Regions from separate parts of the Mus musculus genome. Here region 1 is linked to region 2. Evidence: chromatin contacts called from public promoter capture Hi-C data. All regions are on one chromosome and are shown on one strand. The core of a region is the stretch at or near the end of the contact, and the rest is flanking DNA. Distances in the headings are between cores, read along the strand shown. Region 1 overlaps Sik3 (SIK family kinase 3). Region 2 overlaps Sik3 (SIK family kinase 3).

Region 1 (6,511 bases), core at 2,864-5,363, 120 kb before region 2:
GGCACATAAATCTTTATATCTGCATCTGCTCTTCTTAGAACTAAAATATTAATTTTTATAGGTAATATGAAGTTTCCACCAAGAAAAATGATCAATAGAGAAGTGGCTAGAATAGAGGGTAACCCCCCCCCCCGACACACACACCCCTCTCAAAAAGCCCTCACCTGTAATAGACTCTATAATATTAGAGATCAGGCTATCCTCAAGACTGAAAAACAATTTGGTGGTTCCATAGCCATTATAGCAAGTTTTAAAAGTATATTCTTAGTACCTTAGAGTAAGGTACTAGGTTTACCTGAGCCAGCGTCATTGATACCTTTAACCCAACTCTACATCATGACAGTTAACAGATTATAAATGTCAGCCTTGGGACAAGAAATGGCTCAGCAGGGAAGAGTGTATACTAGCTGGGTGGGGTGGTGTACGCCTTTAATCCTAGTACTTGGGAGGCAGAGGCAGGTGGGTCTCTGTGAGTTTAAGGCCAGCCTGGTCTACAGAGAGAGTGAGTTCCAGGGTAGCCAGGGCTACACAGAGAAACTGTCTTGAAAAACCAACCAAACACACACACACACACACACACACACACTCACACACACACACACAAACACACACAGATACACACACAGAGACAGACAGACAGACACACACACACACACAGAGAGAGAAAGAGAGAGAGAGAGAGAGAGAGAATGCCATAGCATGTTCTGTTGAAAATATCCAATAACCTGTGAAAAGTCCTTTAACTAAGAGATCTAGCTGAAGAAGGACTCATTTGCCATCAGAATGTTATCATATGATCCTGAGATAAGGAAGTGAAAAATTAAGCAATATGAATGTACATATTGCTGTTAATAGTGGTTCACTGAAATCACTCAATTATTTTGGTGACACCTCACCCAGAGGACTAGTGATAGCTATCTTTCTTTAAACTTGTAAGAAAACAGAATCTAGGGTAAAGTGTTATCATTAGAGATAACTGCAAAGACACAGAGAAAGACAGCCAAGAACCAGGGAGAAGGGCCAAGCATGGCAACGAGGGGAATCCACTTACATGGCAAATTTTAGAAGATATATAAAGTGCATTTTGAAAGCAAGGGACATACATGATTCTAGAGTGTAAAAATGATGTACACTCACAGACACACAGAAGACACACACACACACACACACACACACACACACACATTATTATTATTATACGTATATAACTACTAAGAAAGATCAGTCAAGCCAGGTGTGGCAACAATGCTATCATCCTAGTACCTGGGAGGCTGAGGCAGGGGACATCTTGTTTGAGGCCAGCTTTGGGCCACCTAGGAAGAGACTTTGAAATCACTAAAAATAGACAAAGCAAACAACCCTTAAAAGATCTGTTATAATGTTTTGTTTCCTATACGCAAATCTTTAAAGTGGTTCCCTTAAAAACAAAAACAAATACAAACAAACAAGGAACCCAGCACAGTTACTTGCAACTTAATAGGGAAAAAAAGGAGAGGACAATAAGACTCTAGGCTGGAGGTAAGAGACAGCTTCACACAGAGGCCAGAATGGAACGGAGAGCTTATACCCAGCATACTTAGGCTGCTGGTGAGATCCATGGTGGGGGTGGGGGAAATCTCTGAATAGAAAGTCCCTGACTGAAGACAGCAGTGTTCCACAGCTGCCCAGGAACTGGACGTTCATCAGAGGCAGGACACTAGATTTTAAGCGATCCCGCTCTAACAGTACCTGTTCCCTGACCCCCCCCATTCCCTTAAGAGGGGCCTAATTATTCTAATAATATGTTTTAGTTGCTAAACTTGACCTAATTAAAGAGCTTTGAGGAGGCCGCTCTTCTTGAGAAACACAAGAGTAACTCTTCTGAAGGGCTACCATCAGAAGCTCAGAAGCTCACTGGGCCATGCCACCCACTAATTAAAATGCCCAAGAGACATTCGTCTGGCAGTAAACACTAATTACCAAAACACATCAAAGCTTCTCAAACAAGACAGAATGATTCATTTTGTGATTTCCAAAATAAGGGATTTTCTTTCATTTAAAAAAAAAAAAAAAAAAACCTTCTTTACAAATGTCTAAGTACCTTATTTTTCTAAAATAGTTGGAAAATTCTCAAACTTGTTATAGAGTTCAGGCTAGTGTAGTGCAGCCTAGTTCTGTTTTATCTCCACAATGACACATTGGTTGTCCTTGGATAAAACATTTATACTGCCAACAGCCTCACCTCCCCTTGCTCTGTTAAATGGAAGCCAACTGTCACAAGCCAGGACCAATGAAAAAGCTCCTGCATTTGGGGATAAACTTGTACTCTTAAGAGTTACCATATATAACAAATCTTGAATTTTCAACATTTAAAAATACACTTATTACATGTTCACTCAGCGCCATGGCGGGGAAGAGTTAAGAATTTTGTGAAGAGCTCCAAGCTCTCCAACAGCTGCCTGTGCTGCTCAGAACCCTCATCACTCTGGGGTCCGGGCGGAAGGCATCAGTGGCAGCATACTGGGTAGCCTGGAATACGCACACCACCCAGAACTGCGACTACAAACATCCACACACTACTGCTGTAACTGTGGGTGTAGCTGTGGCTGTCACTTAAGCAGCTGCGGCACATCAGGCTTCCCCAAGTCCAGCACTTGACTCTGCTGCTCCTCGCTGGGCTCTGTGCTCCTCTCCTCCAGCTCTGTCTTCTGGGCTCATGTGCATTCACACCTTAGCCTCAGCTTTTATTTTCATGCACTGGGCTCCCCCCACCCATTAGTTTGCTCTCAGTCTAATATCAGGTGGGTGTGCCAGGAAACCAATGGCCTGCAGTTTCATTCCCTGTAGAAACCTGCCTTTCAGTGGTCTGCTGACAAATGGTTGCTTTATGTTCCTACAGACTCAGTGGGCAGGAAGCAAATATTCAAGTCCAGATGGGATATTTAACCTCTGAGGGAGAAACCCAGAACAGTAGCCAGCCTACACTTACACAGTCAGAGGATCTGAATCTACAGTGGGGCACTTTCACACAGTGAAACAGTCAAAGAAAAGCAGTCTGGACTTCAGCAGGATTCCAGCTAGAAGTAACTTCCTCCAGGCCATTTGGTGAGCTAGCTCTCCTGTGTCTTGGCTACCAATGCCAGCCCTGATAGAGTCTCAACTGTACCCAGACCTTGGCTTCTGATCAGCTTCTGATTCTTGCCCTTCCTTCCCTCAGCAGACATCAAGGAGACACCTGCTATGTAAAGTCTGCCATGCCGACCTTTCCCAGCACTAACTGGCAGCTTATTGTTGAAATGTGGTGCTGATTTAAGTGTTCTTTACTGTAACATGGCTCCAGCCAGCTAAAACAGAAATGCATTTCCTTCCCTTTTGAGGTCTTATCAAAAGTGGGGCAGAGGATCTCTTCCCACTTACCAGTCATGGCAGGTCACTTGCCATGGGTCCTCAGGTGCTCGCCCATGAAGTCTTTCAAACATCAGTGGCACTCTGAGGCTCACATACCCTCTGAGGGTGACAGAATAATGAATGGAGTCTGCAGTTCAAAAACACTACAGCACTAGCACACAGACCTGCCTCAGAATTCACTCTCACTCTGTCCCAGTCTACTGGGGCACCAAGTGGAGGTGGGATATGCTGTGGATATTCAAGTTCGAACCTTTCAAAGAATAAAACACACAGGCCAGTTTTTGCTTGCCTAGACCAGCAGCCTCACTGGCGTCTTAGAGGTATGCCACTAATAGAACAGAGGAAGGGAGCTAACATTTCTTAAAATAAGTCACTTTTCCACTCTGTGCAGACTGTCTCCTTCTTCAGAGCTGATGGAAACCACGGCAGGTCAAGCAATGGGCAAAACTGTTTCCTGAGATGGAAGGTGAGCGCAGCCTCACCTCTGCTGGTCTTGTGTGGTGGCCTGAAACCATGTCTGCCCTTCCAAACTAACCAGAGCCAGCAACCCTTTAGAGTGCTACTTGGTTCTATCATTTGTTCTTCCTACAGCCCTGGAAACAACTTCCTGTTTATCAAGCAAATGCTTCTTTCCAAAAGAGCCAGGGTGAGGCCAAAATAACTCAAGCTGCCCGCAAGCAGGTTAATGAGAGTGCTCACTTTGCTCTCCTATTGTCCTCAGACGTGAAGGTCAGGGTGCCGCAGGGTAGAGGAAGCAGGCTTGGTGCTCTGTTTCCTGGCAGAAACACACAGAGGGCTTCTGGGCGTGCTAGGGGTTCTTTTTACAGTCTGTCTAGCTTGCCAGTGGTCCGTGTTGTACATTTCTTCTCCCAGACTCACAATCCAACACAGCAACGCAATCTATGAGCTCCACCCCCCAAAATTCCCAGAAGCCAGCAACTTCTCACGCTGGTTTCCACCCTGTCTAGCATCACCAATTGGGGTGAACAGCCACCAGATTTCAAGATCTCTTGATAACATGCCTAAGTATTATCTCCAATTCTGCCCAAGGCTTTCTGCATCTGTTCTCTAAACAGTCACAAGTCACTGGGAAGAGAATACAAACAGGTCCCCAGTACCTTCCTCAATGGCTAAGTCTTACACAATTAGAGAAGAGAAGCAAGGCCCAGAATCTGATATGGGTGTGATATGTATCCGTGTCGTTTTAGCACACATGCAGATACACAACCTTCTCACTGTAATCAGGATGCAGAATTACTGCCAGTTTTTCTTCCTGGGGAGTTACTCCTTGGTGAGAATGTCTGCACATGTGCACACAAGTAAGCCTGTCTTACTTAACTCCTGGCTCCAAAAGATACAGAGATATTCTACTACCCCAAAGTTCTCCCTACTACTCTGTCATGTTCTAACAGATACAGTGCTCTTGCCTTAGGACCGCTGTTCTCTCCTGACTTTCTCCCAGCAACATGTGAACTTTGATCGCATTACAGCCTTCTCCGAGTCCTCCCTTGACTGCCCTTTGATTTTATCTTAGTGTGGGTGTTATACTGGCATGCTTCTCTGTGTATCACGTGTGTGCCTGGTGACCACAGAAGCCAGAAGAGGGAGTCAGAGCCTCTAGAACTAGAGTCACAGAAGGTAGTGAGAAACCACGTGGATGCTAAGAATTGAACTCTGGTCCCCCTTCAAGAGCGGCAGGGGCTGTTAACAACTGAGCCAACTCTCCACTGCTCCTCTGGCCCCAGACTTTTCACACTTTATCATCTTCTGACTAATTACACATCTATGTAGTTTGTGTGTTGTTTGTCTCTCCTACTAACAAGTGTCAACAGGGATTTGTGTCTTCTGTATTCATCACTGCTTCTTGTACTTGTGCACTAGCTGGCACATGTGAAGTACTTGACATGTGTATGTTGTTCAGAGAACAGTGGCATGGGAAATGCAACCAGTACAAATGTGGATGCAGGACCCACCCACCAACAGAGTTCTGACCATATATTTTTTTAAACTCACTTTGCCACTAAGCAGGTTTTGTAAACTAAGGGCATTTTCTGTTCTTTTTAAATACTTTTGATACCTAGCCCATTTACATGATTACATGAAGCATGACTGATTTTCACAGGGCTCCGTATCTCTAAATCCAAAGGCCTGTTTGCTTGTGATAAGGCACCTCCTCCTATCCCAAAAGTCTTTTAATAAAATGTTAATTGTGGTTTCCTGCAGTAGAAACAGATGCCTCTCATACTGTCCCAGTGTATCAGCACAGGTTGGCTAGTCTGAATGATGCTTCTATTCTTGAGTTCCTACACGTAGAAAAAAATATCATGCGGTGTGCTTCCGTTTGTGTAGGAGGAACAGAAAAGCAATGTTAAATGAATAATGTTAATTTAACATTAAATAAATATGACTGCTTACCGAGGTAGGACTTATCCCTCTCCTAGTGTTCTCTCCTTTAGATAGGGACTGTTTAACTCTAAATCTAAGACAGAGAATGTTCAAGGAAGGTCTAGAATCTTGTTCAAAGGCAAAGGAGTTATTGAGAAGTCAACTGGATGTGGTTCCGAAGTGGAATAATTTGAGTAGTGAGAGAATAATGACACAGGACAGGGAGGCAGCTCAGTGATAGAGAGGAGAGAGAAAGGGAGAAGATGGTGATGGAGAAGAAGAAGAAAACCTCAGTGGACTAAAGCACACCAGCCACATTCCAGTCCATGGACTCACAGAAAAGAAACAAACAACTCAAGTGGGTCCCACTGGACACTATTAGGGTACCAACTTGCTTGAAATCTGACCTTGCTACAATCTCTAGTTTTTTTAAAGCAAAGTTCTTTAAAACTGATAAATGTAGAAAGCATGAAAGAATTAGAAAACTACCAGTTTGCAACATTTGGGGTGAACTTTGCTCTGAGACATGGTCTTCCTGTGTAACCCAAGCTGACCTGAATCAAGCTTGCCATGGAACCTTGTCTAGACACAGACTCTGATGATCCCATCCCAGCCTCGGCAGTGTCAGGACTAGAAGGACGTGCTATTTGGACCAGGCGTCACTTTGTATTTTAGCATGGAACCATGTCTCTAGGTGACCATGTGAGAGGAGCAGCTTCAAAAACTGGCTAAGGTCAGA
Region 2 (6,653 bases), core at 2,069-4,568:
CTTTAATTTCAGCACTTAGGAGGCAGATACAGGTAGATCTCTGAGTTCAAGACCAGCCTGATCTATAGAGTGAGTGTGTTCCATGACATACAAAACTACACAGACAAACCCTGTCTCAAAAAAAAAAAAAAATTAAATATGTAATTATTTTGTACACGGGCAGTTGCATGCGCACCTGTGTGCATGTACAAGTCACAGCACACATGTGGAAGAGGACAAGTTTCAGGAATTGGTTTTCTCCTTCTACCACGTAAGCTCCTGGGTCTGGGATTGTCACGCTTGGTGGTGTGTCTCTTTTTTTTTTTTGGTTTTTCGAGACAGGGTTTCTCTGTATAGCCCTGGCTGTCCTGGAACTCACTTTGTAGACCAGGCTGGCCTCGAACTCAGAAATCCGCCTTCCTCTGCCTCCCGAGTGCTGGGATTAAAGGCGTGCGCCACCACGCCCGGCTGGTGGTGTGTCTCTTAACCACTAAACCGTCTCACCAGCCCTACCCCTATGTAATATACATATTCAGTGCCTCCATTAATTATGTTCCTTGGGGTTTCTTCTAGTCTTTCATCCACAGCAGGCTACACAGTGACACCTTTATGGAGAACACTGTAGAGATTCTGGCTAGGTACAGTTGAAACTGGAATTCAGCTCTGGCAACAGCTGCCTGACTATCAGCAAGAGTTTACAATAATACAGACCCACCTATGCCTCTCAGCTCCGCTACTTAAAACACATAAGGATCTGAACAAGTTACAGCTTAACACCTGCTGCCCTCGATGGAACTGGGGACTCTCACCCTGCACTGCTGTGGAGGGCCTAGAAGGAACTCCATGAAGCACAGAGGATGGAGTGGGGCTCTGCAGATGGCAGTAAAGGCAGAGGGACTGTGAGCTGTAGACAGTAGGAACCGTATTAGTCAGTCAGCTCAGCTTGCATCTTCCTCTCTGCACCCCAGCTGTGGGATGAGTTACCTCCTGCCTAGAATTCCAAGAGGTCTCCAAAGGAAGAAGGCTCTGCTGTGAGGTCCAAACTAGCCACCGCCAGGCCTCGTCCTTAGCACCGTATCATCCCCTCCCTAACCTCGAGGCTGCTAAGAAAACCCTGTTTCCAAGGTTAGCTGAATTCTTCTTTTATGGCCTCAGGCCAACACATTCCTAGAGCAAATTTGAAAGCCGTTTGGCTTAGAGTCTTCTAGGGAGGGCTGAACATCCCAGATTTCTCAAGAGCCCCCATGTTTTGGTTTACCACACTCTGTACTTCGAGGCAGCAGTAGGTCTTGAAGGTCTTCCAGCCCCACACACCATTTCTGTCACAGACTGATATCTAGTCTTCTCCGACTTAGCAAGCAGGACCCTGCTTTCTAGGATGACAGGTTCCTGCCTTCCCCTACTCCTCTCTTACAGATGTGCAGCAGGACCTATGCTCACGGGGATTCAGAGAGATGGGACTTCTCTGACTTTGGTTCCCCCTACACCTCTGAGGGGTAGAGTGCTGCTCTAGGCTGTGGGAGGAACTTAGAGTACTTTCCTGGCACGTGTGCCGGGACCTGGGTGTGATTCCCAATTACTGTAAAACAAACTAATGTAAAATAATGCATTTACCTCATAGACACAGGCAGGCTTAAATAAGAAACGTATGACCATGTTATATGGATTTAATTATAACAAGTTTCTATTATGACTTAAAAGTTCCTAATCAATACACAAAACTGTAACAGAGACAGTTAGGTGCTAGGGCTGTGGCTTAGGTGGTGATTGCCTAACATGCACAAGGCCCAAGATCTGGTCCTCAGTGTGGCACAGAACAAACAAACAAACAACACCGCCTGTGGCGCAAGCCTGCATTCCCAGCACTCAGAAGTAGAGGAAAAGGATCAAAAGTTTTGGTCATCCTTGGGTATAAAATTCAAGGCCAACCTGGGCTATAGGCGGCACTCTCTTCTTGACTCTAGCTGCATATGTATCAAAAGATGGCCTAGTCAGCCATCACTGGAAAGAGAGGTCCATTGGACTTGCAAACTTTATATGCCCCAGTACAGGGGAACGCCAGGGCCAAAAAAGTGGGAATGGGGGGGCTGGTGAGATGGCTCAGTGGGTAAGAGCACCCGACTGCTCTTCCAAAGGTCTGGAGTTCAAATCCCAGCAACCACATGGTGGCTCAAAACCATCCGTAACGAGATCTGATTCCCTCTTCTGGAGTGTCTGAAGGCAGCTACAGTGTACTTACATATAATAAATAAATCTAAAAAAAAGTGGGAATGGGTGGGTAGGGGAGTGGGGGGCATATGGGGGACTTTTGGGATAGCATTGGAAATGTAAATGAGGAAAATACCTAATAAAAAATATTTAAAAAAAAAAAACCTCCCTCTGGTTTTTTTAATCAGCAATAGATTGAAAGTAACTCAATAGTTAAAAGTAAACCAGGCCCTTTCATGTAAGAGAAAAGAGGAAGGAGAGAGCTCCTCCCAAGGCTAGCAGAGAAACACTCCAGATACCAGAAAAGAAGGTATGGGTAGGACTACACAGCTGTGTGGATCGCCTACTTTAAGAGAGTGAATAATGGCCATACCCAAAATACCTCAGGAGGCTGGGGGTGTGCTTGGCGGCCGAGTGCTTCCTTCCTTAGCTAGGTTCAATCTCTAACAGTCAGGAGAAAGGAAGAAAGAAAGAAAGAAAGAAAGAAAGAAAGGAAGGAAGGAAGGAAGGAAGGAAGGAAGGAAGGAAGGAAGGGAGCGAGCAGGTGTGGTGGTACATGTCCTTGACACCAGCTCTCAGGGGGCAGAGACAGGAGGATCTGTTAGTCCAAGACCAGCCTGGTCTACATAGTGAGTTCTAGAACAGCCATGATTACCCAGTCCAGTGAGGCCCTGTTTTGAAATTTAAAAAAAAAAAAGTTTGTTGTTGGTCTTTGGTTGCTTGGTTTTGGTTTTTTGAAACGGGATCTCTCTGTATAGCCCTGGCTGTTCTGGAACTCTATCTGTAGACCAGGCTGGCCTCGAACTCACAAAGACCCACCTGTCCCTGCCTCCCAATAGCTAGGATTAAAGACATGAGCCACCACTGTTTGGCTTGTTTTGTTTCGATTTTTGTTTTTTTGTTTTTGTTTTTAAGAAAAAGGAAAAAAATCAACACTCTTGAAGACAGTTATGAGATCCACTGCCTCTGGGAGGCAACCTGGAGGGCTTCTCTCAGCCACTGCCACTTGGAACCCTTATTTTCTATAAATGGTGAAGCAACATCATTTCTTCTACTACATACTAAATGCCGATAGGCCAAGGCAGCATGAGGTGGCCAGCAAGTCTGACAAGTCACTTCCTGGGCCAGCTTGAACATGACACTTAACAGCTATGCTCCCTCCATGATCTCACTCCATCAGCAACTGAGGTTAATTTATTCCTTCTAGTCAAACTTCCTGACTTGCTAATTATGAGTCTGTGTGCAAGGCATTTCCACACTCAATGTTATTTATAACTCTAAGCTTACTTAGAAGGGGCCTCTGAACTATAACACTTCCTACCTTCAGGGCATGGAGCGGTTACATCCAATGCTAACTTTTCTAAATCAAATCCTAATCGCTCAAGGCCTACAAGATCGAAGCAAGCTCTTAACCTGAACTTCAAGGATTAAGTGACTACCATGCAGAGCACTGCCCCTGTTCGGAGAGATGAACTTCCTCCAATCTGGAAGGATAGTCCTCTAAACTTTGCTGAATAGCTTTTGCATGGGGGTAAATAACATTTCCAGAGGCAGGGATTAAAAAACCTGCTTAGTAGTTAAGAGCACCAGCTGCACTTTCGGAGGACCACAGTTCAGGTCCTAGCATCCACATGATGGCTCACAGCCACCTCTAACTGCAGATTCAGAGCATCAGACAACCTCTTCTCGTCTCCGATAGGCAACAGAATGCAAGTGGATGCACAGACATACAAACACTTATACAAATAAAATAAAACCAAATAGACCTTTTTCTCCCCCTTAATTTCCAAAGACAATGTTCTCCAAACATAAAATTTTAAATGACATCATCTGAAACATAGCTCTAATCACACTGGAGCAACACCCCAGCCCCTGACACTGCCCAAAAGTGCAGCGACCGCACCTCTCTTCTGGCTCCCCTACGGTGAGCACGTTATTTTTGGAGCAAGTCTATGAAGCAGCACTTTGTGGACGCTGGGCTCCATCCTCTGAATGTTCCCTTCACATTCCTTCTTAGTCCTCTCCCTCCTGGCACTGAGCCCCAAAACCTCAGCAGAATCCATAATGAAACACTGGGTTACTTTAGGGCAAGAAGGTTAAGCCTACGAAAGCTTTCTAATTGGAAAGCCTCTTCTGTGAAAGCAGATAGAGATTTGCTGGCTCCTCTTTCTCTTTCTCTTGTGTTCCAACAGGTAGCTGCCTCTCCTGGAACCAAGTGTAAAAGCCGGCCGGCCGGCCGGCCAGGCAGCATAACTCCAGTGCGGACAGGTGCTTTGCAAGCACAGTAAATCTCGGGGCAACAAATCAACAGGAGCCAGCTAACTTCTCCTGACGCACTGCTCACTGAGGTGCAAAGCCTCTCCGTTAAGACGAGCATTGAGAAAAACGAACATCTGCAAGAAAAGGAGCCCGTTCTCTGCCCAGAGAAAACTCAAGAAGGAAGACTTGCCACATAAAAAACTCTTTATTCCAGGGTTATTTTCAGTGGCACTTAACTGCAGGGTGGAGACCAAGGGTCCCAAACAAACCTACTTGATTTATTTTTCTCCTTTAGTAATTCTGAAATCCAAGGTTAGGTTTACTAAGGCAAGTCTGAAGGTTCATCAGAACCTCTGTTGTTTTAAAGAAAAGGAGAAATGCAAAACTATACTTGTAAATATAAGAGCTTGGGGGGGGGGTTGGTTGGTTGTTTTTCGTTTTTTAGAATTAATGGAACTTCATGGAAGCACTCTAGAACTTTCCAATCAAAACGAAAACAAGAATGGAATCACAAAAAGCATGGCGCTTCCAATGGCTCTCTTCTCCAGACTTCACTAAAGGTCTCTAAGGGAACCCTGAAGTTGGCTGTGCAGGAGAAAGACATTAGTGGAGTCCAAGAGAATGCTCTAGTTCATAGTTTAGGAATGTCTAATGTTTTACAGAGATAAAGAGGCCACGGTACAGAAACTGTGATTTTTTTTTTTCAGCAGTTTCCTAAACTCCACAAGAAGCTACCCAGTATGTAACTGCAGTACTACTTATCACACGAAGGTGACATGCCAGGCCCAAGGTGAGAAATCAAGGTCACTAAACTGAACTCCTGCAACCTCTTTAAGGAGGGTGAAAAGGTTCAACGGTCTCACTATATAGCCAGGAGGAACTGGAACTCTTGAATCCGCAGCGCTCTGCCTGCTGGCACTACAGCATCGGCCACGTCACCCCCTCCCTCCTTAACACTGTCAGGCTGATGGCCTTCCACTCCCTTCTCTGTAGGTAACCCAGCACCAACTCAACTATCCTGATGCTCTTCCTGCTCCCCTCCCATTACAAACTGAGGAAGCTGGAGAGAGAGAGGCCCAGTGCTTAAGAGCACTGGCTGCTCTTCCAGAGCATCTGGGTTCAATTCCCAGCACACACATGGCAGCTCACAATTATCTGTAACTCCAGTTCTTAGGGATCAGACACCTTCACACATACATACACATAAGCAGAACATCAATATACATAAATAAAGAGAAATCATTTTCTAAATGAGAAAGAAAATTGAGGGGGAAAAAAAACAGATTTCTTTTTTCTAAACATTCCCAAAGTAACGAGGGAGACTTTTTTAAAGACTGATTTTATTTCTATTTAGACATGATTTAATACTATGTTTGTGTGGCATACACAGTGGGTGTAATTGAGCGTAGGTGCCATTTGCCGGAAAAAGTCAGTTAGGAACTCACAGTACAGGTGGTTGGGAGGCATTCTATGCCAGTGCAAGAAGCTCAGTTCTTTTTTCTTTCATTTTGTTTCTTTTCCCCCTTTTAAAGTTTGTAAGTCGGGGTTTCACTCCTGTAGCCCTGGCTGTTCAGGAGCTCACTCTGTAGAGCAGCTAGCCTCCAACTCCCAGAGCTCCACCTGCCTTTGTCTTCTGAGTGCTCCGATTAATAAAGGCCTGAGCTACCTCATCCTGCTAAAAGCTGACTTCTCAGACAGTAGTAAGTGATCTTAGCCTTCCAGTCATCCCGCAAGCCTGGAGTGAGGTTTAAAGACAGTCCGAGCCAGACGCTAGGGCAGTGACACAGCTGGCAGAGCAGTGGCTCAGATCCATCTTCAGCACCCCAGGAACTGGGTGTGGCACACACCTGCAACCCCAGTACTTAAGAGGTAGAGGTGGGAAGATTAGAAGTTCAGGTTCATCCTGTGGTATAGGGTGAGTTCAAGGCCAGCATGGTCTACATGAAATCCTGTCTCAAACAGCAAACAAACAAACAAAGTAAAGATCAAGCCAGAACTACGTATACTATAAGAAGTTCTTCAGAAACAAGGTGGAACTAGACTGGAAGCCCCCTCCTGAGAGTTAGCTTTCCTAGAGCTGGAAAACGCTATGTAGGCTGCTGGAAGAGAAAGACATTAACTGCCGTAACCAGCTGGGAACTCTACAAACTGTATACAATTAAAAACTGCCAGTAGAGACACACCCACTGGCCCAACAGTGGCATGAC

What was found. Capture Hi-C pulls out chosen DNA fragments and counts their contacts.
Region 1: a contact with region 2 is called in a promoter capture Hi-C map of adipose tissue. The contact joins two enhancer-like sites. A contact is called at or near these places in 3 of 484 Hi-C or Micro-C datasets (bone marrow-derived macrophages and embryonic stem cells), 12 of 115 datasets of contacts at active chromatin or transcription factors (CD8 T cells, the HPC-7 cell line, astrocytes and 5 more) and 3 of 9 other capture datasets (adipose tissue, liver and pancreatic islet).

What each region holds. Positions count from the first base shown.
Region 1 is chr9:46,147,958-46,154,468 of GRCm38.p6, reverse strand. All of the region lies in intron 3 of Sik3 (SIK family kinase 3), which reads right to left. Among named protein-coding and RNA genes, the nearest start is that of Gm46110, 72 kb to the right of the region's middle. Within about 2 kb of position 4,113, at least 120 of the 459 cell types and tissues checked have an H3K27ac peak or open chromatin away from gene starts, as enhancers often do. A contact at or near this core is called in the HPC-7 cell line, adipose tissue, astrocytes and 1 more, where this site is marked.
Region 2 is chr9:46,029,911-46,036,563 of GRCm38.p6, reverse strand. All of the region lies in intron 1 of Sik3 (SIK family kinase 3), which reads right to left. Among named protein-coding and RNA genes, the nearest start is that of Sik3, 20 kb to the right of the region's middle. Within about 2 kb of position 3,318, at least 61 of the 459 cell types and tissues checked have an H3K27ac peak or open chromatin away from gene starts, as enhancers often do. A contact at or near this core is called in the HPC-7 cell line, adipose tissue, astrocytes and 1 more, where this site is marked.